3 separate regions of the Danio rerio genome follow, and all the other regions are linked to region 2. Evidence: chromatin contacts called from public Hi-C and HiChIP or PLAC-seq data. All regions are on one chromosome and are shown on one strand. The core of a region is the stretch at or near the end of the contact, and the rest is flanking DNA. Distances in the headings are between cores, read along the strand shown.

Region 1 (4,052 bases), core at 36-2,535, 180 kb before region 2:
AAAATGCTTTGGCAATACTGTACAAAATGTGATGTCAATTAAACAATCTGAACTTTAATGAGAGACAGAGGGAAGCAGATTTGACCTGTCAGTGGGTGCACATGGCTCCTGAATAGTACAAAAGAGAAAGAGTGGAGTTTTTTACATTTATTTCAACAGACTTTTTTTTTTTTTACTTTAACCCATTGAAAAGAAAGTTAAAAATGTTTATGTTTAAAAATAAAATGATGTTTTGTTTGTCACATATAGTTCTTTATTTATGTGCTGTGGGTAAAAAGGTGTGTTTTAATCTGGCCAACACCGAAAATATATTTCAAACCTGTAGGAAGCACTGGACAAGAAATCAAAATGATTGATTACTGATTTTTTTTTTATTGAAATCAAATTTTTTTCTGGAACATGTCAAAACAATGGAAAACTTACTTATTCAGCATCTTAGTCCAAACATCTCGGATTATTCATCAAGCGTATATATGATGCATTTATGTTAATACATAGTACAATATTTTAATTTAAATGAAACAACAGTGTTCTCACCTGCCATAGGATGTATCCCCTAAAATGTAAGTCTTGGCTTTGGTTTTATCCTCTATTTCAGCAGATACCCGGACGGCATCAGGCAGCAGTTCATCTGGAAACTGTAAGGCCACCTGTGATAAAAACAGGACATACTGTATTGATACCCCATTGACTGCTTTGAGTAAACATGACAGATGATGACTTCCAATGTCATCTTACCTTCTTGAAGTGATTGCTAGTGATGAAACGACAGGTCTCGGGTGTCTGGTAGAGCAGCAGAAGGTCTCCAGAAGGGTGGAAACTGTGTGTTGAAGTGACCGAGCGCTGGAGAACCGCCTCACTGCTGCTGCTGAACGCGTCCGTCATCTTCTCTCACTTGAAGCAAACATCATTTATGCACATCATCTAATATTCAACTGTTGTTGAAGTAGAAAAGTAGCTCGAATGTGTCATTACAAACATTGTTTGATAACGTACTGACGCAGACATTCACACTACGGAATCACACTGATTAAAATATACAGGTTGACTGTTGTATATGTGTGTAAACCAGGCAGCAGGCGGACTCTTAAGAGTAAGATCAGCTGAGAGTTTACACTGGAACAGTTCAAATCGACTCTAAAACCAACGTTTGTTGACAGAAGGATAATTAATTTAATAACTAGAATCTCTGCTATTAATTGTTGAAATTTTTAACTTGTTCTTAAAAGTTACAACAAAATATAACATACCAAAACAGAGCTGCAAATTACATGTCAACTCCCACGTGAGGTTCCGGAACAGGACACGCTCTTCTTCGACGTTCAGTGCCTCGGATTTCAGGTCCTCACACCGCCGTCTAGTGTTCTGGAGAGATACTCACTGTCTGGACTTCATAACAACGACACAGACACATCCAAAAGGTACTAAAATATTTTTTATTAATCTGCAAAACATCATTTTGACTGTGAGTTTTGTCGACTCAAAAACCACAATATAAAGTTTAAGTTTTCTCTTGTTTTCAACATGAAGAAACTTTTTATCCAACTCTGTCTACAATCTTGTGTGTTACGTTCACATATATTGCAAATGCTTGTACTGTAAGTGTTAACTGAATGCCAGAACAGCTCAAGGCACTTACACACAACAGATTGTCAATGGATTTTCAAAGTACTTAAAATTCAGCACAGGGATCGATAGACCCCACTTATTAGGGCATGTGTCTCAAGAAAATGTGCTCAGTTAAAGTCATTCATTCATTTACTTTCTTGTCGGTTTGGTCCGTTTATTAATCTGGGGTCGCCACAGCGGAATGAACCGTCCATTTATCCAGCAAGTTTTTATGCAGCTGATGCCCTTACGGCTGCAACCCATCTCTGGGAAACAACCACACACACATACACACACTCATACACTACGGACAATTTAGCCTACCCAATTCACCTGTACCGCATGTCTTTGGACTGTGGGGGAAACCAGAGCACCCAGAGGAAACCCATGCAAACGCAGGGAGAACATGCAAACTCCACACAGAAACGCCAACGGACCCAGCAAAGGCTCGAACCAGCAACCTTCTCGCTGTGAGGCGACAGCACTACCTACTGCGCTACTTTGTCGCCAGTGCAAAATACAGACAGTGAAAAATACCCCCCCCCAATGTAAAACATGTTTGTTGACAGCAATATGTACAATGAATAGATGTACCCATAGCTGTAGGCAGTATTGTTTAAGTTTGGATTGGTTAAATTGCAGTGCATGCTACATATTGATGGTATGCAGTGAGGGGTATGGAATAGTTTGTGTGGGGTGTGTTAAGTGTTCATCAGCCTGACAGTCTGAGGGAAGAAACTTTCCTTCAGTCGGCTGGTGCGTGACCGGACGCTGCGGAACTGTCTGCCTGAGGGTTACAGAGAGAAAAGTCTATGGCTTGGATGGTTGGAGTCGCTGATGATTCTCTTGGCTTTCCTCATGCACCGCCTGGTGTAGATGTCCTGGAGGGAGGGAAGCTCACCTCCTACTACGCGTCCAGCAGTTCGCACAATCCTATGTAGGCCTTTGCGATTGCTGCTGGTGCTGTTTCCATACAATAGCATACTATACTTCTTTCCATAACACCTTTGCGGACAAATTAAAATGTAATAATTTACGCAACAGATTTATGGTGTCAAATGCTTTCTGTAAGTCAAGAAACACTGCTCCTACCACTCCACCTTTATTCATGAATGCCTTTACCGTATCAATAAAATAACAAGTAGCAGTTTCTGTTGAATAATTTACCCTAAAACTGAATTGACTTGGATTTAATTTAAAATAACTATTATTTAAATGGTAAACAATTTGTTTAACCACCAGTTTTTCAAAAAACGTTGATATCATAGGTAGGACACTAATAGGCCTATAAAAAACTGTGTCTGTAAATAGGCCTGCCTGGGATATGGCCATGTTAAGAAAGCAAGATTTGTTAACGTTGCACAAGCAGTATCAGCCAGGTTTAACCAGAGGTGGTGTTACCTGACCACCAATGAGGCCATTGCTTGGAGGCTTTGATCCTCTTCTTGACTCCTACGGACTTCCTGTCTAGTCTGTCCAGCGTGAAACTGGGGGACAAGCCATCTCCAGTCCCACCACCGAAGCAACCGGGATGGCATGCCCACCATGTCAGATTGCAGGTCCAAGACCTCATTCCCAACACCTAAGGACAGAAGCGGGTACGGACTGCATCGCAGCATGTAATTCCCCCCTTCAATGCAGCGATGGATATCTGGGGCCTCATGTATCAATGCTGCGTACACCAGGTTTCATGCTCAAGTTTGGATTTACTAACGATTTAAATTTTACACTACAAAGTATCGCACCAACACTTGAAAAACATTGCTATAAATTTATAATTGATAAAAGAGGATAATTGACACAATACTTTTTGTTTTTTTTTTACCAATTACGCAATTTAAAACATATAAAAGCATTTGCAAATGTATACAACCCTTAGTCTATGGCAACAGCAGTGTTGGCCTTATTAGAGGACATTGTCAGTGGTCGAATCCAAAGCCTCCAAGGTTCCAGGGTGCAAGATGGGTGTTTATATGTTGAGTGATGTATTTAAAGATTTTATTCCAGCTAAGTTTTTTAATTTTATTTTATTGAGCGTAATTATTTAACTGTATTTCAGGAGACCATGGTTACCCATTAAAGACGTGGCTGTTAATCGCCCTCAACAACCCACAAACTGACCAAGAGCGCACAATGATGCCCACTCTCGCACGTGGTCAGTTGTAGAATGTGCGATTGAGCAGCTGAAATGCCGGTGGTGCTGCCTTGATAAGAGCGTAGGGGTGCTGCTTATACCGCCCCAACAAAGTGCTCCTCTAATACATCTGTGCCTCCCACAGACATGGATACTACTTCAGACAAGAGTCACCCACAATTGAGGCAACTCTCTCCTCAAAGGGTGTTAGTTCAGCATCCCCTGTTCCTCCGCCTGTTCTGTCCACACTTTGACGGTGCGCCACTGTTCTCCTCTTAACTTGCACCTTTACATCTGACCATTTCTTTTT
Region 2 (4,043 bases), core at 1,491-3,990:
ATGCAAAAGGATGTTCAGAGTCATGAGTCGAACCTGCAAGAGAACATCAACAAACATGGCTTCTCCAAAACAACATTAACTTTATGTTGCCCTATTTTATCTTTGGCTGCCCTCGAAATTCACATACATCCATACTTTATAATACTCTAAGTATGTTAGCCAAGTAGTATGTCCAAATTCATAGAATTTGAAAATTAAAATGTGAGAAGTACCCGGATGACCTACTACTTCCAGGGAGATTCTGAACTGCGCATCAGATGGACGCTATGCTATCCCATGATGCACCGCAAGAGAATTCATGAATGGGAGGGAAGAGAGGCAACTCACACCGGTATGTCATGCGATTATGACCAAATGGCGGATGTAGTACGTCCGAGTTCCATTCAAACTGCTCACATTCATACTGTATAGAACATACTTTTCTAATGGTCGAGCAGTACGTTTAAATTCAAACGCAGCACCTACTGAGTAGTAGGTGGTTTCGGATGCAGCCTTTGTTTTTTCATGGTAAATCAGCACACAGACTATATTGATTGCAAGTTTCTTGTGGGTTTTGATTTTTTATTTTGCTGCTTGTCATCTTACAAGATGTCTGATATCTCTTTTTGCATGTGTTTGTCAGACAATGGGCTATAGGCACATCTAGTGTTTTTCAGCCAATGATGAACTTCCGGTGAGAGCTTAATGTGACTATTTTCAATTTCACAAGGTTCCTTTTACAGCATCGATGATGTAATGTAATTAAAGTTGAATTAGTTAAATAGACTTAGGCATCCATGTAGCTGATAAAGCGTGAAAAGAGACAAAATACAGTTTTAAATGCAGGCTAGCGCAAAAAAAAAACACACATTAAAAAAACTGTGGTAAAATTCATTTCCATATTTTAAAGACATGGATTGGAAAATCTAATTTAATGCAGTACTTCTTGTTTGGTCTGATACTCACTTTATATCGTATCTCAGCCTGGCAGTGATGACTGCGTTTTTTTTTTTTTTTTTTAAAGAAATCACGCAGCGATTTTGTATGGGTTTTTTTTATGGGATGACAATTCATCGAAAGCCCTGGGGCTGGCTGACTGAAAATAAAAGTGTGTGTGCACATACCCCATTATTTCATTTTAAAAAGGTGTGCAATATGTGAGTCTGAGTCACTGTTCCATTGTATAGTGTTCACACAAGGGCAAACCCAGAAAGTAGTGTAATCTGAAACTGAAAATCATGCAACAAAAAAAAAAAAAAAAGAAGCCCAGAATTAAAGTAAAACAAAGATCTACTATTTACCTTCTGTAGCGCCTCCTGTTGCTCAGGAGTAAGAGGCGGTAATCCAAGCTTTGACCCTGTGCCTTGTCCATTCTCCATCATCAGACCTTTGCCTCACTGGGAAAGTGATACAATGGACATGGAACGAAAAAGGAAGCGCATAATGAGGTGAAATTCCAAACCCGATTATCAGTTTACTCACTATCTGCACATGTAAACTTCCAACTTAAGAGTCACAGAAAGAGAGAAGGGAAAGAGAAGGTAAAATAAACGCAGTTTACCTATGAGGCGAACCTTATATGCCAACCAGGGTCGTGAAGCCAGTGACTTGTCTGCAAAGCACTCACAATTTTACAGTGATCTGTGGTTCATGGAAAAGTATACAACATTTAGATTTAAATCCTTGTACAAGTTCAATGAGAAGATATTAAAGGAATCACTGACACACTTTTACCCACAGAGCTCGCTCACACACACACACACACAAAACTAAGGCAACAATGACAGGAACTATTTGCATGAATAAAGTAGATCAACTGCAAAAAGTAGATCAACTGCAATAAAGTCACTGTCTGTAGTAAATTAAAAATAATAATAGTAGTAATAATAATTAAACAGATTTCTATTTTTGGGAGGAACTATCCCCTAAATTAATTGCTAATCATTAAAATACGTTATTTATCCTGACAAGAAACATGGTGCTTAAATGCAACACACTCGTTTAACCTGCTTCTGTTTTCTTGCCAGAGGAAACCTGGTACAGTCGGAGTAAATCATACATCGGATTCATGGGGTAACGTTAGAGGTATAACACTAAAACAGTGCCCCGTTAAAAACCTCATAAGCAACCCGGAATAACTGGACCACTGACAGAAACCGCCATTTATGTTTGCTAATAGTTTCAATTGTAAATTAGTACAATTATATTGTATACACATAATCGTAATAACGGTGATCTGAGAGCTTCGACACGTTCACCGGCTCTATATCAACAAAGAGAGGTTAAAGACACGGTGGTGGCGCGCTTGTGCTAGTACACCCCAGCAGCAGAGGAGCTAGCTTACATACAGCTGTTAAACACCGAGATTTAACAAAGCGGTGCAGGATTCACAAGCTTACTAGCTATCTGCCTCTTAAATTAATCCGTATCCAATTCGTAATACATGGTAAATCATCATGATTCAAAAACAGGCAGCAATGAATATGCGGCTAGTCTGGTTAGCAACGGCAAGAAGCTAACGAGCTTTCATGCAGGCCTCGTGTACACACGACTGAACAAACACTGAAACGAGAACAAGCTTTTCGAGAACAATTCCACCTGTGCTAACTAGAACAACGAAGATGCTGGAAATATTGGTGTATAAGAGTAAATGCAAGAGGTAATAATTATTACCGCAGTGTTCCGCGTTATTACCGCCATGTAGTGATCCACATTGAAAACTCTGCAACAGCACAGAAACACAGCAGAGACTGGAGCTGCGCGCGGCCTCCTCTGACTGACGCTGGTCACGTGGTCTCAAACAGCGGCGAGCCAACGTGCTAGAACACATTACTTTTTGTAATGTGTCGTTAAACTTGTCTCAGTTGAAATGTTTGAGTATTACCGTATTACCTTGAAGTGTTTTCGTATTTATTTGTTTATGGGTGAAATGTGACATTCGTACCACCAAGACAACTTTAGTTGGACCATGACACGCCCCCTGCAGACGATCACAATCAAAAATGCACAGTTGACTTCAGCTGCCTTTCCTGTTTTGTAAAAATCATAAAAGATTTCAAAGAATCATCTTCTTCTGTGGTGCAAAGGCAATTGCTTTTTGCTTTAAGTATGCTGCCTCCACCTGGGTAAGCACAAATTGAAAACGAAAGGGCAATGAGGCAATATCCAAGTGATAACTATCAAAATGGAAACCTGCAATTTATTTACTCACCCCAGGCAATACAAGATGTAGGTGACAAGATTTAAAACATTGTGATCCTGTAAAGAAAATCAATGGCTACCAACACTATGGTTGTGAAAAACATGCAAATCAAAATCAATAACTGTGATTCCTGACAGTAGAATTGGTTTGTTCATGAAACACTATTTATGGTAATATTACACTTAATATTGCACTTACGCTTAATCTACAGACTACTGAGTCTGTTCATGACTATGGAACATGAGTGTTAAGCTGCATATTAATGCGGGTGCAAATTCACACATGAGCTGATGCTGTTGGTATTCAACGTTTTATTTAGGTTGCAGTATATAGGATAAGCACAAGAGCATCATTTTGATGAACAATATAACACAACCAGGGGCATCACAGTGGCGCAGTGAGTAGCATGATCACCTCACAGAAGGAAGATGCTGGTTCGAGCCCTGGCTGGGTCAGTTGGAATTTCTGTGTGGTGTTTGCATGTTCTCCCAGTGTTGGTGTGGGTTTCCTCCGGGTGCTCCGGTTTCCCCCACAGTACAAAGACATGCAGTATAGGTGAATTGAATAAACTAAATTGTCCGTAGTGTACGTGTGTGAAAGCAAGAGTGTTTGGTTGTTTTCCAGAAAGGGTTGCAGCTGGAAGGTCATCCGCTGTGTAAAACATATGCTGGATAAGTTGTCGGTTCATTCCGGTGTGGTGATCACTGAATAGTAAAGGGACGAAGCCGAAAGAAAATAAATGAATTAATATAACATATCTGTCTTCACTCACGTGTGAGTTTGTGCCTGTGCATAAAAAAATTGTGCTACAACAAAATTCACTATCCAGACTGTTGTGAACACTGAAGATTGTTTACGAAAG
Region 3 (3,733 bases), core at 966-3,465, 220 kb after region 2:
GTTTAAAGGATATTATGATTTTGACTTTAAATGTTTGTAAAAAAAAAAATAAATAAATAAAAACTACTTTTGTTCTAGCCAAAATAGAACAAATAAGACTTTCTCCAAAAGAAAAAATATTATCAGTCATACTGTGAAAATTTCATTGCTCAGTTAAACATCATCTGGGAAAATTTAAAAAGAAAAAAAAAAATCAAAAAGGGGCTAATAATTCTGACTTAAACTGGATATGTAGATAATGCAATTGCAGCTAGACTTTGTCTAGAATGTGTAAGTAACCACAAGCAACCTTGGTCTCGTGCATATGCTCACTAGACTGAAATGTTTTTGCATAAAGCCAAAAGAAGTCTTTTTTTATTCATCCAGAATTTAAATTCGTCCTTGTTTAGAACCCAGATGAAGATGAGGAGACACGGCAATACAGACTAAAGATCGAAGAACAGAAACGTTTGCGAGAAGAGGTCCTTCGACGCAAAGAGCTGCGCAGGCAGCAGCAAGCTGGTGAGCGCAAAAAGGAACTGTTGGAACGAATTGGCGGCCAACTTCCAAACCAGACTCAACCAACACAGAACACCACACAGCCCCCTACAGCTCAACCCCCTCAGCCGGTCCCTTCCCTGATCTCTAACGGAACCCCACAGAACCCTTCGCCCATCGTCAATTCCCCTCGTCCCAATGTTAAGACACGTCTGTTGAACACTAAACCTCAGGCACCTGCTTCAGGGTGGTCTGGGCCACAGAAGCCACAGAGTACTGGTCCTAATGCCAACCTGCAGGGCCAATATCAACCATTGCAGAAGAGGACCATCGCCCCACAAAACACTCAACGACCGGCTGCACAGGGTGTTGGTGCTCAAACCAAGCCAGTAGAAGGGCATGGCCTGGGTCAGCCTCAGCCCGGTGGAAAAAGAACAGTGATGCAAAGAACCAACAGTGTTGAATCACCACAAGTTCCACAGAAAGTGCGTGTAGTTAAGCTTCAGGGAGAGGTGAGTGAATTTGTAACCTATTTAAACTCTAGATGTGATCTTTAAAGTTCATGTGCCACAGAATATTTTGACTCTTTTTGTCTTTGCCGGTTTTCTTGAAGTAGTTGTCACCTTGATAGAATTAATAAAAGAGTCTACCTCAAAGACAAGAGGATTTCCAATTACTGTAAAAGTCATGACGTCTACTTTTTCGACCAGTAAAGTTTTTAGAGCTCAAAACTGTTTAAGGTATGTAGCAAATTTCTCTTTTTGAAAGAATCGATAGCGATGGTAGTCTTCATACTGGGATTTAATTGACAGAACACTTTTACCTTTTGTGGCCAGAAATGGCACCATCCTGCTGTCATTAAAGTGAGATGCTTGGCATTTGCGTCTTTACTCTGAGTGATAGCAGATCCAGACATTGTAAAGGTTTGTATCTTCTTCAAGTCGAGCAGCAATTTTACGAGTCAAGTTAAGCAAGACCAAATGGAGGTTTCTATCGGTTTCATCAATCATTTTACATTTAAGTCTAGAGTTTGAGGTTGTTCTGACAGGGCATTTTATGCATCTCAACCAAGGAAAGGAGGACCCAAGGATGATTTATGGCCTCTAAGAGATGATTTGTTCGTTGAATGAGGAGAAAACATCCTTTTCCAGTCTTCTGCCTGAAGCGAAGCTAAATATCTCCTTTGACTGCCAGATCTCTGTGAATGAAGATAACTGTGTGTCAACTTAGTTAATAGAAAGCTACACGCAGCTATCTGAAGTGCCGTGGCTCTGACTGACAAAGAGGAAGAAGGGGGAGGGTCTGTCAGACCGAAAGAAGCTGATCCTCTAGGTGCTTCTCTTCTCCTGCTGTCAACCTCAGCCGCCTGACAATGTTATCTCTCTTTCTTGTTCTCCCTTCTAACTTGTGCTCGCTCCATGTTACTCTCTTCATCTATCTCGTCTCGCCTCTCGCTTTATCCATCCATCAGCTCATCATTGAAGTGTGTTAGAATAGGTGTCAGTCGGGGGACATCTGCAATTAATCTTTCTCGTCTATGTTGATATGGGTGTAATAATACCTGCGAGAGTCCGGGAGAAAGAGAGATGCCGGTTTGGGCGGATTTGTATTTCTTCCAGCTTAGCCGCACTGATAAGAGCAAATTAAATTTTCATCAGCAAGAATACAAAAGCCTGCACCGTACAAAAGCAGCATGGGGGATGGAGGTGACGGGCTGGGTGGGGGAGGGGGAGGGACTTGTCAAATGTCGTCACCCCGCCCCGGTGTATTGCTGCGGAGCATCTGATAGATGTAATCTGAAGGTGTGGATTTTGTATTGAGTTGGATTAATCCATTAACCCCCTCAGATGGAGACAGACAGAATAGAGATAATGCACACGGTTTAGAAAAAGACAGATGAGGGGAAAAGGATGAGCTTAGCTGCTTTGGCAATTATGTCTTTGTTGTAGACTGAAGGAATGTTTATAGGGATTGTGTTGAATATATTCAGGTTTGCTGTCGGATGAGGACTATATGCTGATGTTTGATTCTCTCTGTGGTAGACGGTATAAGTTGAATGTTCTTCATGTTTTTCTTTTTATATTTTAACAATGATACGGTTAAAAGAGTACAACCAAAATAACATACAAGGCATTCAAGAAATCATTAAGAAATTTTGATATTTGAATATGATTTTGAGCACTAGCTATAGCAGTTCAGTCAATGTTAACGGTGCATTAGGTTATTTGCCAAAAAGCTAACCGTTAGCATAATAGCTTTGAAAACACAGTCCCTCCCCTGCAGTCCTCCTGAAATCATGAACACGCACCATAAAGACGATAGAAAACAAACCCACTAGTTCATGACATTCGCTAGTTAGAAATCTATATAGTACTTTATAATATTTCAATTCTGAATGAAAAACTGTATTATATCTAGCATGTTTTCAGTTGTATGTGCAATATTTCATGTATGCAAGGATCGCTAGTCTCACTCTCTCACACACTGTCCTAAAGCGACTATACTTAGTGGTTGGCTGGTGGCATGCAGGAATTACACTTATTACTAATCCATACTTACATGCTATTTCAGACTGAATATTCAAATTACTATGTTGAACAATATAGGGAGCATGTCACAGGTTGTCATAGTTCAAAAATGAATCAATGTGAATATAAAACCAACTTCACCAACTTCAACTTCACCTCTGTAAAGCTGGCTAGGTGGAATGGCATTATTGACTTATGTTTTATTGTTAAACTAAAAAAAATCTACATTATCGATGCTGTAAAAGGTCCCTTATGAAACTGAAAATAGTCACATCAATCTTTTGCCTGAAAATTTCAGTGGCTGAACAACACGTCTGTGCATATAACCCATTTATAGCACAATGCAATCTACATCAGCTTTACATAACTACAATAGTTTTATAATAGAACATTACCTGTCTAGCAGAAATACTTCAGCCATAGTGTCATTCTTCATCCAGTGTACAAAACTAACTCCAATATTGATTTAAGATTTTAGTAAGTTTTAGTTAAGCATTTGTTTTCACCACTGTCACTCTTGCATGTGCACGTGTAAACGACAGATCTGTTTGCCTGAAGGGCTGTGCAGATGTACAAATCTACATTTGTTGACAGACAGTTTGGGCTACCTATCAGAATTATGGCAATTATTGCCCTGACACTTTTTATTGGATTAACATTTTTTTGTTTAATGCTTTACCCAGAATAGAAAAATACGTATGAATACATTAAGACAATTTACTTTAATC

The links. A called contact is a pair of places that touch in the nucleus more often than the background predicts. HiChIP or PLAC-seq counts read pairs in DNA pulled down with a chosen protein or histone mark.
Region 1: a contact with region 2 is called in an H3K4me3 HiChIP or PLAC-seq map of gastrula embryo, with 2.1 times the contacts expected there. The contact joins the promoter of dph2 here to the promoter of puf60b in region 2. A contact is called at or near these places in 1 of 18 Hi-C or Micro-C datasets (caudal fin) and 1 of 4 datasets of contacts at active chromatin or transcription factors (gastrula embryo).
Region 3: a Hi-C map of embryo shows a contact between it and region 2, with 2.2 times the contacts expected there. The contact joins the enhancer-like site here to the promoter of puf60b in region 2. A contact is called at or near these places in 5 of 18 Hi-C or Micro-C datasets (caudal fin, embryo and an unstated tissue).

What each region holds. Positions count from the first base shown.
Region 1 is chr7:41,668,248-41,672,299 of GRCz12tu, reverse strand. It overlaps dph2 (diphthamide biosynthesis 2), which reads right to left and starts at 1,285. Exons shown (of 7, transcript NM_001089397.1): 1 at 1,251-1,285; 2 at 739-894; 3 at 538-650. The coding sequence starts at 885.
Region 2 is chr7:41,493,374-41,497,416 of GRCz12tu, reverse strand. It overlaps puf60b (poly-U binding splicing factor b), which reads right to left and starts at 2,740. Exons shown (of 12, transcript NM_001430966.1): 1 at 2,653-2,740; 2 at 1,541-1,620; 3 at 1,281-1,376. The coding sequence starts at 1,361.
Region 3 is chr7:41,272,378-41,276,110 of GRCz12tu, reverse strand. rbm33a (RNA binding motif protein 33a) reads left to right here. Exons shown (of 19, transcript XM_073908863.1): 15 at 390-989. Among named protein-coding and RNA genes, the nearest start is that of rbm33a, 34 kb to the left of the region's middle. Within about 2 kb of position 2,215, at least 5 of the 62 cell types and tissues checked have an H3K27ac peak or open chromatin away from gene starts, as enhancers often do.